Regions from separate parts of the Gossypium hirsutum genome. Here region 1 is linked to region 2. A link is a contact called in public Hi-C data. All regions are on one chromosome and are shown on one strand. The core of a region is the stretch at or near the end of the contact, and the rest is flanking DNA. Distances in the headings are between cores, read along the strand shown.

The links. Hi-C and Micro-C count contacts between places; a contact is called where the count stands out from the background.
Region 1: a contact with region 2 is called in a Hi-C map of leaf, with 2.0 times the contacts expected there. The contact joins the enhancer-like site here to the promoter of LOC107909991 in region 2. A contact is called at or near these places in 2 of 34 Hi-C or Micro-C datasets (both in leaf).

What each region holds. Positions count from the first base shown.
Region 1 is chrA07:27,399,336-27,404,261 of Gossypium_hirsutum_v2.1, forward strand. It overlaps LOC107910004. Among protein-coding and RNA genes, the nearest start is that of LOC107910007, 17 kb to the right of the region's middle. Within about 2 kb of position 1,661, at least 4 of the 9 cell types and tissues checked have an H3K27ac peak or open chromatin away from gene starts, as enhancers often do. A contact at or near this core is called in leaf, where this site is marked.
Region 2 is chrA07:27,258,035-27,262,640 of Gossypium_hirsutum_v2.1, forward strand. LOC107909991 (DNA mismatch repair protein MSH6) reads right to left here and starts at 2,160. Exons shown (of 20, transcript XM_041117870.1): 1 at 1,042-2,160; 2 at 557-653; 3 at 99-204; 4 at 1-33. The coding sequence starts at 1,921. LOC107909992 (ribosomal RNA small subunit methyltransferase) reads right to left here. Exons shown (of 3, transcript XM_016837722.2): 3 at 3,889-4,606. The coding sequence ends at 4,138.

The DNA of each region.
Region 1 (4,926 bases), core at 411-2,910, 140 kb after region 2:
TTTTTGACATGACTTCGCTTTGGTTTGGAGAAGCGATAGGTTCAAGCGAACTTCTTTCGAAGTCTAGGAATCATTGCTAGTAATAAAATCGAGGCAGAGTTGAATAATACTTTGATTGTGCCTATTTTGAAAAAAGATAGACCAAAGGATTTTAATCAGTTTCGGCCTATCAATCTTTGCTCGGTAATGTATAAATTAGTGATGAAAATGGTTGCTAATAGATTTGAAGTAGTTTTTCCGAATTTCATTTCACAGGAGCAAGTTGAGTTTAATGTTGGTCGTAATACTTCTGATAATGTTATCATTGTGCAAGAAGTCATTCATTCTATGCGTAGTAAGAGAATTGGTAAGAATTGAATGGCGATCAAGCTGGATTTGAAGAAGGCCTACGATAGAGTTAGTTGGGAATTTATTGATACGTATCTGTTAACAGCTAGGATTCCCGAGTTCCTTAGGAAAGTGATTATGGACGCCATTTTTTCTTCTTCTTTTATGCAAATATTATGTAATGAAGTTCATACTAAAAAATTTAAGTCTGTGAGACGGATTAGACAAAGATGTCCACTATTGTAATATCTTTTCGTTCTTTGTATGGAATGGTTATGTCACATTGTTCGTGCAAAAATTGATGCTGGTAAATGGAATCCAATTCAATTATCAAGATCGAGATCCGCATTATCTTATTATTATTATTTTTTTACAAATGATCTAGTCATTTTTAGCAAAGTAGAGGTGAAGCAAGCTTATTTGTTAAAAGGAATTCTGAAGCACTTCTATGGTTTTTCGGGGCACAAAATTAACTGAAAGAAGAGCAACATGTATTTCTCCAAAGGAGTTGAGATAGAGTTATGTGATCAAATTAGCTAGATATTTGGGATTCAGAAAGTTCTTAATCTTGGGATCTATTTGAGGTGCCTCTTCTTCATGAACAGGTTACCAAAAGTATTATAAATTTCGTGGTAGAAAAAGTGAGATGCAAATTGCAAAATTGGGAAGCTATGAAACTTTCCTTTGTGGGAAGAGTCATTCTGGCTCAATCAGTTCTTTTAACTATTCCAAATTATTTTATGTAGTCCATGTCAATCACGAAAGGCGTATGTGATGAGATCGAGAGGATAGCTAGCCAATTTATATGGGTGGTTCTGTGGGACATCCAAAAATTGCTTTGGTGGGTTAGGAGTCTATCTGTCAGCCAATGTCTCGAAGAGGACTTGGATTTTGACACATTCAGTATCAAAATAATCCATTTCTTATAAAGATTGGATTCAGTTTGGTCACTATGAATGATGCTTTATGGCTTAGAGTCATTCATTCAAAATATGGATGGAAAGATCACATTCTGAATTCTCTTATCAGAAGTCAATGTTCACACTTATGGTGTTCCTTTTTTAAGGTTTGGCCCCTCTTTCGTGAGAATCTTATTAGCATTGATATTTGCTATTGGGAGGATTCTTGGATTCTAGGAATTGGTTCTCCTTTTCTTAAGTTTTAGCTCACGCAAGCCTTGACTTGGAGAACACTGTAAGGGACTGGATCCTACCTGATGGTTCATGGAACTTAGATTTGTTTCGTATTTGGTTGCTCAAAGATGTGATTAAACGTATAGTGAGTATCCCCCTTCATTCTGCTGGTGGAGTGGATAGTGTCATCTGGGCTTAATCTAACTCAGGATCTTTCTCTGTTCACAGTGTTTATTGGGCCTTAAAAGAAGAATCTTGGCACCCCAGAGATGTTAGTTAAAAGGTTGTTTGGAAATTCCAAGGTCCCCAAAGAGTTCGTCTTTTTTTTTGGCTTACATCCAAACAGAAACTTCTCATTAATTCGAAGCATACTAGAAGAGGAATTGGTTATTTCAACGCATGTCCTTTATGTGGTCATGATACTGAGGACATTCTACATGTTATTCGAGACTGTTCAACAGCAAAGAAAGGATAGATGCATGTAATTCCCTTTAAGAAAAAACATAGGTTCTTTTCTGACCCCTTTCAAATTTGGTTTTCCATTAATTTTTGTTGTCATTTTAAGTTGCAGGATCGGGGAATTACTTAGTCGTGCCTATTCGAATTAATTGCATGGCGAATTTGGAAGAACATGAACTTATCCATTTTCCAAAATACAACTTGAACGACTTATGATATTATCAAAGTTTCTTTAAGTTGGCGCAACAATTTGAACTTTTTCTTAATGGTTCCAAGGCTAACCATCTTAATCTGGCAATCCACTCTCATTATGATGAAAATTGGGTTCACTTATTTTCTAATAAAGTTGTGGCTAGAAATTCCGAGAATGCTTCCACTGAAAAGGTGGTTCATGATCAAGGTGGAAAATGGATATTAGGCTTTAACCATTATCTTGGTAAATGCACGCCTTTTAAGGCTAAACTTTGAGGCATTCTTGACGGACTCCTTATTTTAGTAAATAAGGGAGACAAGAAAACTATGATTCAAACCGATAACCTAAAGGTGGTTCAAGCTTTGACCATAGAGGAGTCGGTGGACTCATGTATTGCCTCGCCCAAAATGATTCAACGACTTATGCATTCTGAAGGTCAGTGGGAGATCAAGCATGTACTCAGAGAATGCAACTTAATTGCAAATCAATTGGCAAAAATTAGCCTTACATGACAGGCAACCTTATAGATTTTTGAACTACCTCTTGATATTTTGTCTATGGTTCTTCACGGGGACAAGGCTTTTAGAATCTATTAATAGTTGATGTAATTTTGTTTTATTTTTCACCAAAAAAAAAAAACCTACAAAAAGTTCAAAAAGTCAAATGTTGAAATCTATTGAATATAATCGATAAGCATTTCGCATAATATATAGTGAGGGAGTATTTTATATTTAAAATTTATTTAGATATTTGCAAATATTGTTTAAATGCATTAAATATTTTTAAAAATAACAATACCGATACACACAAAGTACTAACAGGAAAAACATAAGCACAACAGTACAGTACTAATTTATATTCCAATAGCAGTAAAAAGTCAAAGTAATTTTTTTATTCGAATTCTAAACGGGCAAATTTCTACCTTATAAGGGATAGCATAGCCAATGCCCACTGAGAGCACCGATCTACTGCCCAGAAGGAAAGTAAACACACCAAGCTTTTGGCAGCCAAATGTTCTTACAACTATTAGCATTCCATCAAATACATGACTAGACTGGCAAGTATGCCTTGATGAACTTAAAAAGTTGAAAATAAACCGTAATAGTTAAAACCCAAAGAAGTTTTCAGATTACCAACTTAGGCAAATAACCTGATTTTCCACAGCTTCAACAATACCCTAGTTCTAAAACCAAGTAGATAGCTTAATCGCTTCTGAACTAAAAAAGGCTCCATCATACAAACATTTACAGGTTTGATGTCTACTTCAAACCAAAAGAATTGCCATGACACCAAATTTACTTGAAAGAGAAATAAATAAAAACCTGGCAACTATCAAATACCTGGAGCATGGACAGTACAATGGTCCATGAATAACACATTGGATGCAAGTGAACCCCCCCCCCTTTTTTTTCAAATGATATGAAGGTTTAGTAAGAAATATAGTACAAAAACACAAAACAGAAAACTTGCTCATGCCGCCCTTTAAAATGTAGAGTCCACTACTTAATGCAAATCAACAATCATTCAGGACAAGGTTCATTTCCAAATATTACTACTCTAACTAAAAATCCAAAACTGCGTCTGATATTCTTCAATAAAGTTCTGGACAGAGCCAAATTATAATACTTGAATTTGGAACAAACTGCAATGAAAACATTAAAAGAGTAGTAGTAGTGTTCCCTTCTCAACTCTGATACAGAACCAACTTACTTACCTAGACTTGAGCTCACCAATCTTTTACTCCCTAACCGACCAAGATCTGATTGACCCTGAAAATTTTTGGAGCAAAGCTTTAAAGTAATTCAAAGAAGAAATAGAATCTAAAATAACCACAAATACAACTCCACTAACTGTCTTCCTACCAAAGTAGGACTCGGAATTAACAACCTAAACCCTCAAACATTCTTTCAACTGAGTACCAACGAAGAATGAAAATAATTGAATAATGTTTTCCATCCACACCCCAAGAGTATCTTATGTAGCAGAGACTTGCCACTTGCCAGAAATTCAGATAAGATTAAGAACAACGAAGGAATTGAGAAAGAAAAGAAATGAATGGAATCAATCATTTCCCATTATCATTAAAGCGTGCAATAACTCACCTAATCAAGCCTGTTATATTGATTTAGTACCGATTGTAAGCTTTCCCAAAATCGTCACGCCTCTGACGTTGAAACTCACCATAAGAGTCATGAAGCCTAGAGGAATAATTTTCCATAGGATTTGGGTACCTGCCCCTAGAATCCATAGGTAAACCAGCTCCAGCGTAATGAGCATGGACAGACGGGCCATCGTATTCAGAATAACCCTGCTGTTTATAAGCACCAAAGCTTGAAGCAGACATTTGTTGCCGTGCCTGTTGCTGACGCCTTTGGGCATCAAATTGAAGAAACTCTTCCCACTGTTTTGTATGTGTGTCCCTCAATATAGCTGATTTCTTGATGTAGTTCTCTCTCATCTCCTTGATAGTCTAAAATTTGTAAAACCATAAGTCAGAATCAGAATTTCCATGCTGATACAACAAACAGTGGAATGGCTCTCCTCTCCCTATATCATTCGATGATGAAGACCACACAACAGCAGTTCTTTCTTCTTGTCCCCCAGTGTAAAAGAGGTCAGATAATTCAATGTGACTGCACATTGACACTGATAGATACCTCACACACTCATCTCTAACATTCAACCCACACCATAAGATGCCCATAAACAATCTAAATGATGTATGGCTTTCCATAAACAGAGATAGTCTAAGGGTATACAGATTAGCCCCATAAGGATGAACAAGAGGGAAAAAGTCTACACAGCACTCCAGGA
Region 2 (4,606 bases), core at 910-3,409:
ATCCATTTCAAAAAGTTCATAAAATTTACCCATCTGCTTAAACAACAATGATATGTCAAATGATATCTCAAAGTACTTGAGAATCAAATGCCCCTTACCTGGCAACCTGATAGGCTCTTTAAGAAACCAGGAGGCAAGTATAAAGTCTTTGGATTGTAGTTTGCATCTCCAGGACGCTTCCTATTTGCATCTCTACGCACCTCACTTTAAGACAAAGAAAAAGAAAAAAATTCAGAATAAAAATACATGGCATTGGATATTTACATCAGAACTAACAACATGCCTCAATATCCAAAGAAATTATCTGTATGGCAATGCCATAAGCCCACATTTACTAAATAATTGGTAATCTAATAGTTCAGATGGCAGGTGTACCAGTTAGTTCAAGATGCCAGATGGCAGAATTAGTAAAATATTGCAATTTAAAGAAAGCCTGGATGCATGTTTTCAAATCCTCAAGATATAGTAATTTAAAGAAAGCTAGATGCCATAAACTTATATTTTTATGGAATCAATGTTACAGAAGGAAAATTAAAAGAATGAAGCAAGAATTTACGGTCCAAGGAAGTGCAACTTCTCCGCTTCACGCTTCCCAAACCTCTCTAACTCATCAGCCACCAAAGCCTTGTCAGCAGCAGTAGATGCCTTATCAGCTGCAGCAAAACATGCTCATATTCAGACCTCAAACCATCCATTCAGGTAAATTACATAAGAACAAGACAGACAGGAACATAATCTGCTATATATCCAATATTTTGAACGACATACTAGTTAAAATATGCCAGAGCAGAGTAAATTTCCATGTAAATTGCACCAATAACAAATAAACCACATAGTTAGAACATAAATAGAGGGACATTGATAAAAAGAGGAAGAAAAAGAATCCTCTTAGAGGTGATAATTTAAGGAAAATAAATAACAAAACATTCAATATAAGAGGAATACTTATTTTTCAAGGAGAAAGGAATTTCGTTATCTAATTTCCCGTTTCAAAAACAACCAACTAAAAAGGAGTGGCACACAAAAAACCCCGTTACTTACTTTCAATCTTCTTCACCGGTTCCACCGAAGGCACCTTAAACTCTTCCTTAGTACTACCATTCGCACTGGTCTTACTCTTTTTACCGAACTCCGGTTTTGCAACGCCATTCGCCTTCCGTTTCTTTGATTCAGTCTTTCCACCGCCCTTTCTTTTCGATATTTTCATTCCCACCTCCTCCTCCTCCAGTTCTTCTTCCTCCTCTTTCTCATCCTCCAAATCCATATCTTCCTCATCAGCATCCTCGCTCACTTCCTTCTCGGCGTTCTTCCCCCAATCTTCATCACTAGAATCATCATCGTCGCTCTTTTCGTTCGCACTATCCGCCACGTCATCATCCTCATCGTCAATCACCACTTTCTTAAAAGCCAAAGAACCCCCTCGCCGCAACCGCTTAAACCTTCCCGTGGTTTCTTCAACCCACTCAATCTTCTCCTTCCCCAAATCCAACTCCTCTTCCTCAGAATCATCATACTGAATCAAATGCTTACCCGAGACCTTATCGAAAGACTTGACAACGCCCTCGTACCACGCCTTATCCAAGGGCCAGTGAACCCTTAGCCTCTTGTCAACCACTTCATCGCCAAACGTTATGTTGAGGGGAGAAGAGGGAGTGGGGGCAAGCGATTGGCCAATGACAAGGAGAGGCTTTTTGAGCTTGGGTTCCCCAGGGGAGGGAGTAGTAGGGATGGGACTTCTACTTGGATTAGGTTTAGGGCCAGGGATTGGGTTAAGTTTAGAGGTATGTTTGGCAAGAGGAGGAGGAGGAGAAGGCGATGGAGATGGGGAAGAAGAGTTTTTCTTGGAGAAGAAGGAAGTAATCTGGCTCTGTTGATTAACAAGGGGTGATCTGCCATTGCTTTGACGACGCGACGGTGCCATTTTTACCGATTAATGATTAAAAATTGAGAGGCGGGTGGGAGGGAAGTTTGGAAGGTGAAGTGTGATCACTTTTCTGTTCGAAACGGAAGAGTAGAAATAAGGGAAGAAAATAAAGAGTGAAAGATGGCGGGATATGCCGGTAAAATGTCCTCAACGGGGTTTTCTTTGGCGGGAATTCCACCAAATTTGCTGGGCAGTGTGTGCGCTCTCTGAACTGTAATTCACATCCGCACTCTCTCTCCATTCCTTAATTTTATTTATAATTTTTGAAAAAAAAAACAAACAGGCCAAAATTATTCAGAATTAGGCCCTCAAAACCCAAACATATGGGCCTAGCGATAAATTATTAAAAAATCATAAAATTAGTTCGGCCAATCTTGAAAAATTCACTCAAAAACCATTTAGGAGTCAGGGAAGATAGATTGTGGGATTCGCCTGATGGACGGTACAAGATCAACACTGATGGTGCAGTACGTATAGGTTCAAGTGCTGTGACAACAGGTGGCGTCATTAGAGATGTCAGGGAAGACGTATTGTTGGATTTTCTAAAGTTATCGGAGTATGGTCTGTTTTAGAAGCTGAGCTGTGGGGAGCGCTTGAAGGCTTGCGTCCTGCTTGGGGGACTGGTTTGGCAAGGGTGATATTAGTAAATAACGTTGCTTTTGTATAGATGATCAATGGGGAGGATCGGGAATTGCATCATGAGCCAGTGGTGCGAGTAAAAAATATGCTTCGTCGGACATGGGAGATTAAAGTCCAGCATGTTTACCGAGAGGATAATGCTGTAGCAGATCATATGGCAGCATTAGCACGAGGTATGGAATGGATTTACAGATATATCGATCACCACCGGTAGAACTTATGAAGTTAGTGACTGAATAAGGTTGAAGATGCTGTAATAATTCTTAATTGCTAATCTATTACTCTCTTATTCTACCAAAACAAAAACAATGTCTTTCTTCTGTCCGGACGAACCGGTGTTTTAGGTGGTTCCAACAATAATGGAATTTTGAGAACGATGATAATAATATAAAAGAATTAAAAGAAAAAAAAAACATTTTGTTTTTAATGAAATTGCCTCTCTTTTTATAATTAGAAATGACCAGTTATTAAAAGTAAGAAAAAGGGGCTAATTATGGGACTATTTCTAAAAGTCGCTACGCCCTTCTGCTACTGTAACATCAGGCATGGGGCATGGAGGCTACGGAAATGCTTTAACAACAGGTATGGAGCCTCATCTTGGTAAAATATCCGTTGAATGCAAAAGAACCGATTCTATGTTCCATACCCAGAAATGGAACAATGTTTTGACTGATTCTATGTGAGCTTCGTACAATATGTATCATGCACAAGCACGGTTGATTTGAAGGGTAATAATAAAATTATAGAATCCCAGAATTACAAAACACATTTTAATTAAATAACAAATTTATCGGATGCAGAACAACTAGAAAATTATGCGAATCATTTCAAATGTAACTGTTTTCCAACACAACGCTAAAAGTGGTTGATTCATATATAACACCAGAGATTGGAGAAGTTAATAAAGTAGAAGAATTCCATACCTCTTTTGGGGTTCTATGGAGCAATCAAATATTAGTACTAACTAATTCATCTTTGTTTCTTTAGACTTGACATTAGGCTTCTTGGGTACTTCATCATCCTGGGATGAGCATTCAACTAATTCATCAGGGACATGGTTGGGATCATTGTGTTTGGTAATGAATTCCTTCAATATGCACTTCCTTCTTCCATTGAAAGATAGACTCTCTTTTGCGTTCACGGTATAAAATTCAACTGAAGCTTTAACCTGGGGTTAACTGCCTCCATCACCACAATCTCTACAAATTTTGTAGGCAATTATAAAGCTAGAACTTACCCATGTCAAACACAAATTCCGACCCCATATTCATGCAATCAAGATAATTCATGTTGGATACACACTCACACCTAAAGTACAGGTGACATAGCTGAATACTACTTCTGCGCTCTCATATTCATCATAGGAGATAACCAGTCAAATAGTGGCACATAGAAGAGCATGAATGCATGTAATGCGTACAGCTTGGCTAGATAATAATACTTTCCAACAAACAAAATAAATACATTCTCAATTAAGTTAACCTGGTAAAAACAAATAAGCCAAAACAAAATTGGATACCCCTACTGCCTAAGGAAGATGAACAAAACCTTTCAAAAGAAAAAGCATGGTTGCATCAGGAGAAGTGTATGCCAGCCTTGTTGAACATAGAGAGTAAGGTTAAAAAGCTTTCCTGACTAAGCTTGGATGCTCTCTGCTCCTCAAATTTTCCTTCCTTCAACACACTTATAACCTTATTTTTAAACTCAGACACTTCTCCTTCTCCTTCTGCTTCATCACATTCCATATCCATGTCATCATCCATTCCATCTTCCATTTCCATACTCTCATCCCCTAATCTTGCAATCTCCATATCATCATTCCCACTCAAAGAAACATTTTGTGAGCCTTGCAGCGCCTGCAAGGTCTTATAGTTCTTCTCCAAGAGTGACAGTACGTTTTTCTGCTTGAAAATGGAACCCAGTGTCTTATTCTTCCTTATGAAACAAATCCTTATAAACCCATCCCACTCCTTATGATTCACTTCAGGGCGTGGTTTCCTCGGCTCGATCCTTACTACAGAAGAATCAACCTTAGGTGGAGGC